Linked DNA regions of Mus musculus: regions 1 and 3 are each linked to region 2. The links are chromatin contacts, called in public promoter capture Hi-C maps. All regions are on one chromosome and are shown on one strand. The core of a region is the stretch at or near the end of the contact, and the rest is flanking DNA. Distances in the headings are between cores, read along the strand shown. Region 1 holds the start of Noxred1 (NADP+ dependent oxidoreductase domain containing 1). Region 2 holds the start of Tmem63c (transmembrane protein 63c). Region 3 holds the start of Ahsa1 (AHA1, activator of heat shock protein ATPase 1).

The links. Capture Hi-C pulls out chosen DNA fragments and counts their contacts.
Region 1: a contact with region 2 is called in a promoter capture Hi-C map of adipose tissue. The contact joins the promoter of Noxred1 here to the promoter of Tmem63c in region 2. A contact is called at or near these places in 2 of 39 promoter capture datasets (second pharyngeal arch cranial neural crest and stem cell-derived epiblast-like cells) and 1 of 9 other capture datasets (adipose tissue).
Region 3: a contact with region 2 is called in a promoter capture Hi-C map of adipose tissue. The contact joins the promoter of Ahsa1 here to the promoter of Tmem63c in region 2. A contact is called at or near these places in 2 of 39 promoter capture datasets (the C10 cell line and cranial neural crest), 2 of 115 datasets of contacts at active chromatin or transcription factors (both in embryonic stem cells) and 2 of 9 other capture datasets (adipose tissue and liver).

Annotation. Positions count from the first base shown.
Region 1 is chr12:87,236,419-87,239,989 of GRCm38.p6, reverse strand. It overlaps Noxred1 (NADP+ dependent oxidoreductase domain containing 1), which reads left to right and starts at 1,389. Exons shown (of 8, transcript NM_027744.1): 1 at 1,389-1,415; 2 at 2,554-2,682. It overlaps Vipas39 (VPS33B interacting protein, apical-basolateral polarity regulator, spe-39 homolog), which reads left to right. Exons shown (of 20, transcript NM_001142580.1): 20 at 154-1,115. The coding sequence ends at 174.
Region 2 is chr12:87,023,800-87,027,697 of GRCm38.p6, reverse strand. It overlaps Tmem63c (transmembrane protein 63c), which reads right to left and starts at 1,406. Exons shown (of 24, transcript NM_001361704.1): 1 at 1,108-1,406.
Region 3 is chr12:87,263,966-87,268,044 of GRCm38.p6, reverse strand. It overlaps Ahsa1 (AHA1, activator of heat shock protein ATPase 1), which reads right to left and starts at 1,317. Exons shown (of 9, transcript NM_146036.2): 1 at 1,124-1,317. The coding sequence starts at 1,203. It overlaps Vipas39 (VPS33B interacting protein, apical-basolateral polarity regulator, spe-39 homolog), which reads left to right and starts at 1,759. Exons shown (of 20, transcript NM_001142580.1): 1 at 1,759-1,893; 2 at 4,048-4,079. The coding sequence starts at 4,048.

The DNA of each region.
Region 1 (3,571 bases), core at 140-2,639, 210 kb before region 2:
GTTCCAGGCTAGACTGGGCTACATAGAGACACCCTGCCCCAAACAGACAAAAGAACTCAACAGTCCCAATCCCATTCTGATTTTCATCTCCTCTCCCTCACTGTAGTGGTAAGTGACAACTGATCATGCCTTCCTTGTCTGCTTTCTTCACAGCAAATTCGATGGAAGAACTAAGGGTCCTTTGCTACCCTGAAGCCTCCTCGCTTCTTACTTTTCTTTCTGCCTATGAAAACAGAGAGCTCTCTTCTTAGGAGAGTCACAGCATTCTACACGTGAGCCTGTCATTCACAGGCAGTGCCTGCTGGTTTAGGGACAGAAACCAGCCTTTGAGCACATGTATCTTCAGACTGATCTGTCCAGGGGACATTACTTACAGGCCAGTAGCTAAAGGCTCGGACTCTCAAGAAAGATGCTCTGCACCGGTGCCTGTGGAAAGGTGGGGGCCCATCCTGGGCAAGATGCCTGTGCTCAGAGAAAAGTGACCACTCCAGAAACACGTCGGGACTAAGCCACAAGTGTCTCGGGGTGGCAGTGACATTCCTCTGTCCTTTCAGCTGTTCTTACCCAGAACCTGGTGTTGGGCATAGGCATTTCACTCTAAAGGAGTCAGAACAGAACTAAATTGACTCTTCAGGGGCCTCGGAAAGGGATATCAGTATTGCTCAGGACCTGCTGGAAACCAGACCCAAGTTCTCAAGACACAGGGCCACTCATCAATGACAGACACTTCCTACACATTGTGTACCTTCAGCCAGTATCTACCTGCTGTCACGGCACTGTCCCTGTCAACTTTGTGTAGGGACGTGTGAGGGATATAGGGTCCCTCTGACACCTGCACACTGTCCAGGTGGTGAGCCATCTGCTTCAGCACGTCTTCTGTTTCTGTGTCAGACACAGTCTTACATGGAATTCAGATTCACCAGTGCTGGAGCGCTCTTTCAGGCAAAAATCATTTCACCAGAAGCAGCCACAAGTAGCACCTTGTTTAGATATCTCCGTAGAGGCCCTGTTAGCCTGCTGGGGACTTGAGCAGTGTTCCATTCTGCCCTGTGCCTCCCTGAACAGGATTTCCCTGACATGCCTACACTCCTAATAAAACTGTTGCATTCCTTGTGCCTCCTCTTCCCCATCTGGTTACTTAGTCCATAATGATGATGTAATTGCACCTCTGACTATCAGCAGCCTGTCATCACATTATAGTGTCACAGTATCCCAGCAAGGCAGGAGGATATGGTTAATAGCACTAGTACAAGACACAGAAGACCTGAGTTCTTGCCTCAGCAATCTTGCTGACAAACTAGTGCTAGGGAGAGGGCCCTTGTTCTGTGGACCCATCTTCATCTGTAGAAAAGTAGGACCGAAGTCTGACTGGCGTTCTACACTCTTGACAAGTGGGTGAAGGGGAAGGAGACCAGGTAATGTACACCGCATGCAGCATGCTCTAGGCTTAGCTAAAGGCATGGAAACATCTGAGCTGCAGGAAACATTTGGCAATGTCTGAAGGCACTTTTTACTGTCAAACTTGGGAGTGTGTTGCTAAATACCCAGTCACGCACAGGACAGGTCCCCACAGCAAGAATTATCCTGCCAAAAACATTAGTAATAGCAGTGTTTAATCCTACTTTTGGGGGGGGGGTGTCTGTGCCTTTCACCATGTCTGAAGACCCGAGTTTAATCATTAGACCCCACCATGGTAGAACTTGAGAACTGACTCTCATAAATTGTCTTTTGACCTTCACATGTCTGTATGCGCACACACTATGCATAGAGATGATAAAGATTTCTACTTTAAAGGGATCTGCATTTTGCAGTCATCCACATTTCCAGGTAGCCTCATACTTGATTACTTTCCTCTGTGTCCTTTCTTACTGTTGAAGAAGTGGGTTTAATTTGTTACAGTATCAGATGTAGTGGAGAAGCAGAACCACTGAGGGTGTAGATAGTTATCTATCCAACCTCCTGGTATACGTTGTTACAGGGATGTGAACCCAGTCAAGATGGCGGCTAACACTCTGTATAAAGCAGTTGCTTTTGTGCCTGGTGAGAGACTGAATTTTTCAGGGAGAGAGGTGAGAGAGGAAAGATAGCTATAAAGGGACACAGGGCTTGGCTAGAACTGAGAGTTACTGTCTTAGGACTACCATTGTTGTGATAAAACACCATGACCAAAGCAAATTGGAGAGGAAAGGGTTTATTTAGATTACACTTCTAGATCACTGTTCATCAATGAAGTCAGGACAGAAACTCAAAGGGCAGAAACCTAAGGGCAGGGGCTGAAGCAGAGGTCATGAAGGAGCACAGGTCACTGACTGGTTTGTTCTTCATGGCTTGCTTAGCCTGCTTATAGAACCCAGGACCATCAACCCAGGGATGGCACCACACACAATGGACTGGGCCATCTCCCATCAATCACTTATTAAGAAAATGCCTTATAGCTGAATCTTACGTTTCCCTCCCTTCAGATAACTCTAACTTGTGTCAAGTTTACATAAAACCACTCAGCACAGAGGCTAGGATGCATGCCTGAAACCTCAGTAGAGTAATATGTTGCAGGAACAGTTGGTGGTCTTTGTCATGGAATTGAATATGACCTGGCCCAGGAGTGAGCCCCATAAGGAAGGCCAGGAGCAGGTGGAGCAGTTACAGGCCTAGCTACTGAACGACACCAAGACATCCAACCAGGTAAGTAACAATGTGGCATCGCAACTCAAAACAGGAACTGGCTGCTATTTTATTTCCACATGCTAGATTCTTCACAACATCCCTTGTGGTACTCTCTAACCAGAAACATACAAGGAAGGGATTCTGGAAAGCATTTTGGTCTAACCAAGTTGCCATGTTACAAAGCTGTAACACTGAATCTCCATTTTTAAGAATGTACAAACGTGTGTCTAAAATTGACATCTGCAGGATGCTGTGTTAGTCATACAGGTCTGGCAGCTTTTGAGTTCCTCTTTCATTTAGAACAGGAAACATCACTTGCAAGAATGTGACATCCTGCTGTGTCCATTTCTGTAAGAGGGGACTAGAGAAGCCAAACATAAAAGGTGACAAATGGTACGATTTATTTTTATGAATTATCTGAACTACGTAAATCTGTATGTAGGAATCAATAGTGGTTCCAGGAGTTTGGAATTGGAGAGGAGTGGGGAGTCAAGGCTTAATGCAAATAGGATTTCTTTTTGTGGGTATAAAAATGAGATAGTCCCCGAAATCATGTAGCAGGTTCCATGCTATTGTGAGAGTTTAAGTGAATTGGTGTGTTGTGCTTCTACCTCAACTGCTGAGTACTGAGGGAAGGCTAAGCAAGCTCTGAGCTTGCAACATGGCCGGATTATGCTCACTGCCCAAAAAGTGAAAGGAAAAGTGCATTCCTGTGGAACATGTATTCTGCCTTCAGACTAGAACAGGAGGAATGGTTTACTGTGTACACAGTAGGGTGAAACAGTGTAGACCAGAACTACCTCACAGACTAAAGTTTAAGGAGTCATCTGCAGGAGTCACTATTAGGAAGGAGGACCTGATGGGGCAACTCCAACCTGATGAAAGACAACACAAGACAGTGACCTGA
Region 2 (3,898 bases), core at 157-2,656:
CTGGGCCTCCAGCAAGGCTGCCACATGGCACAGACACCGAGAAACTTCCTCCGCTACTAAAAGCCACCTCTCATTATTTTCCTGAACCCACAGAACTGACCCATCACCCCTTCTACCCAGCAGTTCTTAGCAGTTTCCTCCTGACCGATGCCAGAACCCTGCAGGTGTCTACCACTCTGGCTCCCCAAGCCTGCTGAAATTGTTAACTCCCTGTGTCCTCAGGGATGAGGAGAAAGGCATGCTGGGTGGGAATCCACACCAGAGAGGATCAGGGAGCTACAGAGCAAGACTAGCCCCTGTTCGCACAGCCGGGGGTGGGGGTGAGGGTGTGGGGGGGGGGGGCTGGTGGTGAGATTATGCCTGGGAGGCCAGCTTGTGTAATGACCAAGTGACTTCTGGCAAGTCAAATGCACCCCTGGACCTCAGTTTCCCCAGTATCTTCAACCAAACCCAAAGTTTCTTTCAAGTTGAGATTGGAAGCAGATCCTGACTTTAAAAATATAGAGAGAAAGGTGGTGTCCTTTGCTCCCAGGAACCTGCCGCCTTGAAACTCAGACTGTCCATCTTAGAATCAGACCCACACACAATCCATCACTGATGCTGTGGTCACGGAACCGGTGAAGTAGATCGCCTCCTCCCAGCCCTGCCCATTGCGTGGGCAGCAGAGCCCTGGGGAGTCCCTAGATGGGTGGGGGTGGCACTGCCCTGAGAGGAACTCCCACCTACTCAGACAAGAGGCAGGGACACCCCCACCCCAGGCAAGCCTCCCGCCCACCTCCATTCCGGCATCCCGTAAAGACAGGTCTCCTAAGCCAAGGCCCTTCCTAGTGGGCGGGCGTCTTAGCCCACCCTTCCTTAGGTACATGCCGAGAGACAGCCAATGTGCTCCGCATGTGGCGCAGTCTCCCTTACTACCATCTCTCCAGTCCAGTCCCAGGTCGCCGAAAGCTCTCAAGCAAGCTATCCCTCCCCGCCCCCTCCCTGGTCCAAGACCCGGATTCTCTCATCCCTTCTACCGGCAGCTCACCGCATCTGCGCCCTCACGGCCACTGCCAACCCCAGGCGAGGAGCTCGGGCTACCAGGATCAGTGACAGACAACACTCTACCTGAGAGGAGACTGCGGGTGGGTCCTCCTCCTCCTTCTTTTTAGCGGCCTGGTAAAGCCAGCTCCACCTGGCAAGGGACTGTCAGCAAATTCCCCTCTGCATCACCGCGGGAGCGGCATCCCGGCTCCTCCCAGTAGGAGTCAACCTTGGCCCCGCCCAACGCTGCTCTGACCTGTGGGGGAACCCGGGCTAGATAAGCAGGGACCAAGGCTCTGCCCTGGAAATCCTGTAGTTATCAGAAACCATGACCATCGCGAATGCACAAGGCTGCCGCTCCCTGGCTGCGGTTTGCAACAACTGAGGTTCTCTGGGCCTTGGCAGCTGCCTTGTCCACCCACCTTCTCCCACGCTTCAAACTCTCCTCTGAGGCCTCCTAGCCCAGCTAGTCAGAAGCAAGGAAACACATTCAACCTCACCAAGGTAGCACTGTGCCACACCCTAGGACCATATCCGGGCATGGCTCAGTGCTGACTCCTTCTTCAACAAAAGAAAGGTTTATAAATTGACCAGAACCCCACCCAGGAGGCCCACAGGAACGCGATAAGTCCGGTCCATTCTGTCAGGACCACACTCCTCAAGTGGGTCTCAGGCTTCACCAAAGACCTGCCAACCATGCTTTTTTTTTGGGGGGGGGGGGTTTCGAGACAGGGTTTCTCTGTATAGCCCTGGCTGTCCTGGAATTCACTTTGTAGACCAGGCTGGCCTCGAACTCAGAAATCTGCCTGCCTCTGCCTCCCAAGTGCTGGGATTAAAGGCGTGCACCACCACGCCAGGCTCGAGACAGGCTTTTAATTGGGGGCGAATGCCATGTGTTTACCCCAAGACCACAATGCAAAGTAAGAGCTTCGGCAGCAACAGCCCCCAACTCCCTCCAGGGCTCCGGCACACTTATTTAGTAAACATTTTATTATGGAGCCACTACTGAATAATGTTTTATAATGGTGGGATATTGTCAGAGCTGTTAACAATATGAAAGACCATGGAGGAAGCGTGTGAGACAGGACCAGGAGACACTGGAGGGGGAAGAAGATATCTATGTCTTCCTGCGTTTTCATAGCCTGTAGCACTTATACCCTTGCCAGCCCGTGCTAGGTCTCCCCATGCCATGTTCCTGTCTCCCCACCATCAGCCACTCCCTGAGAGCTCAAGGCTGAGACGATCTAGACAGGCTCTGTCGAGGTGTAACCTGGTGTGTTTCCGCCCATTCATTTGCTTATCCCCTCGAGGGCGCAGGAAAGCTTTGACCATCACTAATTCTACCGCTGCTGGGATCTGAGTTCTAACCCTGCCTCTGCTGCCGTCCTGCTGGACTGTGGTCAGTAACTCAATCCCATCTTTGTTTTGCCTCTGCAAGAAGACATGGCTAGTTGAGGTCTAAGTCTCTCTAACAGTCTCATCGGGCTTCTCAATAAGGGGTAATGGGTATGGAGACAAAACAGGTAAGTATAAGAATCTTGTTTAAGGATTCTTGAGCTGGGGCTGGAGGGATTGCTCAGTGGTTAAGAACTCTAGCTGTTCTTCCAGAGGACCTGGGTTCAACTCCCATACACGTAAATGGCAACTCATAACCATCTGTAATGCCAGTTCAGACGGGATCCAACACAAGACATGCAAGAAGGCAAAATAAAAATGCACATAAGATAAAAATAAATAGTTAGTTTTAAAGATAAATATTAAAAAATAAAAAAGAACCCCCAGGATAGATTACACCTTTGCTCCTAGCACTTGGTTGCCAGAGAAAGGGGGATTACTGTGAGTATCACACACACACACACACACACACACACACCGGTCTAAAGGAAAAAAAACAGTCCTCAGTGTCTGAACTTAGGTACCAGCTAGACCACCTAAGCACAGGGACCTCTCTGCAATTCCTAATTACACATGTAGAATGGAGTAAATAATAATGACCTTATTATTTACAGGGTCCGTCATGAGGATTAATTATATGTTTTGTGAACAGTGACTGTCATCATTGCTCCCCCATCATTGAACTTGCTATTGCTAGGTCATACAAAAACAAAACGAACAAAAAACCCAAAGCCTATAGCTGAGAGACCAGCTAAATGTGAATCAATCATATGACAGGGGAATGAAATGAGATCCACAAAGACACCAGGCAGACACAGCGGAAGAAGAGATAACTGGGTATCCCAGCCATGCAAATACCAGCCGACCAGGTGAGGGTCGAGTGTGTAGAAGGTTCTTAGTGAAGATGTGTGGCAATGACTGGTGGGGGATTTGGCATTTAATGCCTGTATACTGAAGATGCAGATGCTGTCACTCTTGTGGGTCAGGGTGTGCTTTTGACCTGCACTGTTGTCTCTGAACCACTACAAATGCAATTGTCTTTATAATTGTGTTGCTAAATTCCAGTGTTAATCTAGGGTGAGCAAGAACGATATTAAGAAGCAAAAGGATTCTCAGTAGCATAAATGAAACAGCCTGGCTAAGTCAGCTGCTTTTCCTGCACAAGAGCACCTAGTATCTTCGAATGGAGCCCACCATCATTTATCCAGCTGATGTGCTTGGATACTTGGTCTGCAACCCATGGCACTGTTTGGAGATATTGTGAAATTTTTGGAAGACTGCCTAATGAGCAGAGCGGCTGGCTGAGGGTGGGCCTGGAAAGCACTTACCATCTTTGTTTTGCCCTGAGTTCTCTCCTCCATGGTTTCCACCAAGGTGTGAACAAACTATGTGGCAAGCCTCCCTCCCCCTCTCTCTATCCCAACCCACCCTGGCCACAGATAGAGTCTTTCCCTACCAAGACAGACTGGCTAGTCTCTGC
Region 3 (4,079 bases), core at 68-2,567, 240 kb before region 2:
ATTCTACCCTAGAATGTCCACAAACATGCTACTTTTAGGAATCCAAAGGGGTGGCGAGTTGTCAACAAAGAGAGGTGCTGTGCAAACCAAGTTAATACTTTCCAGTCTTAGCACAATGAGCCTTGACCGTTAAAATGGCGCCCCCATTTGGCCAAGAAGAAAGATGTGACCATACTGCTTAAGTCAGGAGAGCAAAGACAAGCAAGCATTTTTGCTAAGAACTTCAGTTTAAAAAAACAAAACAAACCAACAATAATGCTAGCCTCATTAACAGTGTTGTGTCCCGTTCAGTGTTCAAACTTTGCCCTACACATCCTACATCCTCTAGACAGTGTCACAAAGTCCACAAGAAAAATTACATCAAGTAGAATGTTAAAAAGAGACAGGTTGAAGGGGGAAAAAAAAGACGGTAAAAATCAATTCTTTGCCCTTCTAGTACAGCTATTTAAAAATCAAAAAGCTATAACTGAGGAAAAAAAATATAATGTCTGTAAAGTTCAGTGGCACTCCAAATAACTTTGTTTCCAGAAGATTTCTGAGAGATGAGGCAGCTTCCAAGACCGGTTAGGCTGTAAAATCATGACTGCCGGGCAACCTGGAGTTGTTACAACAGAACTTAACAGTTCCGGGTAGGAGACTGCATTGCGTTCAGCATCCCGAAGCTCCAAGTGCCCTGCAGATCACGTTCCAAAGCTTCTCACGCTGGACTGAGGCAGTAGTCCCCTATGACTTTTGCTTTCACTGTAACCCGCAAACCAACAACTACCGCGCCTGGAGCTCTCGAATTCCCCAGCAGACTCCCAACACAATCGGCAGGGGTCTGGATCTCAAGGACGCCTGCGGCCACGTGTAGGAAGTATCACCCGGCTCAGGCTGGATGCAGCAACTAGGGCACTCTGTTCTCGCTCTGAAATTCCTCCTTGGGGACTCAGCAGTCCATGTCGAACCCATCGCCCCTAAGACTGTGATGGTGGCGAGGGATGGAGGGGACCCCTGCTACAGAAAGGACTCACGCCCAACCCCAGGCCAGGGTTACTTGGGTCCCGTACTCGCCAAGGTCCCAGACACCTCCAACCCCTAGCCTGTTAACAGTGCTCCTGCGGCCTGTCTTGCTGGCCCATACCAGTGCCAGTTGTTGACGTTGGTGGCGTCCGCCCGCTCCTCCACGATCCAGCGTGGGTCTCCCTCACCCCACTTGGCCATCAGCTCACTTATCGCACCGCTACCAGCTCCCAAGCAGCCGCAGCCACAGCCTGAGGACCGCTCGGTCCCAGCCGCCTGGCAGCGCCTGGAAACTACTAGAAGCAGCACAGCACCTCCTGGCTTGCTTTTCCCTCCACCCCAACCCCCTCCCAGCCTTAACTTCCGGCTCCTCCTCGCTCTTACCGGGTACTTCCGTTCCAGCTCGCCGAGCCGTAGGTTCCGTAACTTCTGGCGTTCCTTCCAGCTCTCTCAGTTTATCTTAAAAGCTCTTAAGTCTAGGCCCTCAAGATCCTAATCCCCACCGGCTAGGACACAAAATATTCCTCTCATTGTCTCCTTGGGCCCTAAACCGACCTTGCTGAGCCTGATGGGAGTTGTAGTCTTTAAACCAACCCTTCCGATAACTGCGGAAGGTCATGCTGAAAGTAAAGGAAATGACCTAGCACTATGCGCTAGTATTTCTGGGAATGCTAGTCCAGAAGCCTCGCGGCCCGCAGGGAGGACGAAAGAATGATAGAGGTTATGGAACTACAACTTCCAGGATGCTTTGCGGGTATTCCTTTCACCTTCTTCAGACTCTTCTCCGCTGTCCCCTTCTGCTCTTCTCTATGCCTCACAGCCTGTTTAGAAAGGCTGGTCCAGCGGCTGAGCCTGGCGCTGTCCTGAGAAGGAGCGCTCGGTGTGGAAGAGGTGAGGGTGTCCCAAGCCCCTGTCTAGGCCTCGTGTCTAGGTGAACCCACCCTCTCCGCACCCTTTTCTTTCCCTGTCTTTTCTGAGGCATCCTTACACTCTCACTCCGACCTTCTTCTGTCGGGACCACTCTTGGGAGCTCCGAGATGGGGCTTTCCAGCAAGCCTCAAAGCAGCTTACTCAACATTTGGTTCTGAATATGTCTTCTCAGGCACCCTCTAGGCTCTGGTGTTTGTGGTAGATGCGTGGTTTCCTGGACCTTGCTCCTGTAATCCAATCTCTCAGGTCTTTGTTCTCAAACATCGCCTTAAAAACCTAGCTTAACTTCCAGTAGCTGGTTTCTACAGTACCCTGAGGCAAGGAACCTCTTGGTTGTAGGGTTTTGGTTTTTGGTTTTGTTTTGTTTTGTGTTTTAAACGGGTCCTGTTTTCCCTATGTCGTGTTCCCGTCCTCTCGCATCTGTCCCCCTATCCATGTCAGACTGTCAGTGTACAGGTGACGATAAGATCAAATCTCGGAAGCATTTTAAATCACGTTGAAGCCCGCTTTCCTTTGAGCATTCTTAGAGTTATAAATTGTTACCATTTTACTTACCACGTAAATCACGGTCTCTTTTGTCACTCGAAATACAATGTATCCACTACTGTAAAAAGAGTCTTAAGAATTCTTGGTGAAGTACTAAGTTTGTTAGACATATTCTCTACCTATTTCTAGTTACCATTGTAAAGATCTGTCTAGTTTTCCCAAAAGTGAAAAAAGAAAAGAAAGAGTCTAGGATCCAAAAACCCTGGATTGTAGTTTGGAGTAGAAGTGATTTAGTAAAGTTGTGATGTTTACTGCTTCTGAGCTTTGTTCCCCTGGTCGGTGGGAATCTCCCAGGCTTACCTTTCAGGATCGTTGTGAATGACAAATGAATGACAGTTATTTATGAATTTGCACACATGTTAGAGACATGTTTATGTTCTGTACACATCTTCATGATTTGTGGCCTGGTTTAGAATTTCTTTTAATATTTAAGATTGCTTTTTACAAAAATTTTGGAGGCTGGGAATATAGTTCAGTGGTAGAGTGCTTGTCTAAAACGTGGGAGGCCCGAAGCTCAGTTCCCAGAACTGCAGAAAACAAAATTCTCTTGTTTTATCTAAGGTAGCATTAAGATTAGGTAAACACTTTGCATATATTATCTAGTGGCAGACTAACTGCTATATCAAATACTAACGGGATGTAACCTTACATGTTTATTTTCTGCCAAGCACTTTGTTAGGCTTTCTAACACTATTTATCCTTCACTATTAGCCAGTAAGGCAAGATTGCATTTCTCCAAGGCTTAGAAATGAGCCATTTACCTTTTGACTTCAAGGCCCAGTAAGTGGCCAGGTGCTGTGGAAATCTTGGTACTTATTGGGTTAAACTACAATTTTTACTCTTCCACAGCTTAATTTGAAAAACGTGTTTTGTTTTGCAGAACAATACCTAACTTTGGAGCAGTCATGAGAATAATGTGGGATCTTTTAGCTAATATATATTTTCTTGGTCATGATCTCAGAAGTTGGCCCCATAATTAGCCAAATGATTCATAAAATGATCATGAGTTGATGATACAGGCAAGATAATTCTGCTTTTAATTGCTTTCCTTTCTTTTATGTCAGGCATTTAAAGAACATACTGGAAGAGAGGGACATTTGTTGGCTGTAGTCAGCTGTAGTGTTCCCAGAGCTTAGAAGCACAACTCAGAGGTGGCACTCCCTAAATATATGATAATACATGAATTTGCTTATTCTGTTTGGGGTGAGTGTTGGCTGATTTTTGTGTGTTCAGCAAAATTATGATGAATCCTTACAACATTTGCCTCTCGAATAGTATCCCCTTTGTTTTGGTACCCTAGTTCTAATGAGATCCTTCAGAAGGGAGACTATAACTTGCACTTTTCATAGTTACTATAACATCTGAGTACTTGAATACAGTAGAGGTTCTAGGAATGAATGTTTGTGGCTAATTGGAATATCTAACATGATCTGATAAGCTGGAAACCCAAGGATCTGACTTAGCATGGCAGGTACTTTACAGATTCCTTTCTACGTCCCTTATTTCTGGGAACTGTTTGTAGTGGAACACTTTTTTTGAGAGACTGCACCTGTCTTCCTTTCCCTCCAGATGAACCGGACAAAAGGTGATGAGGAGGAATA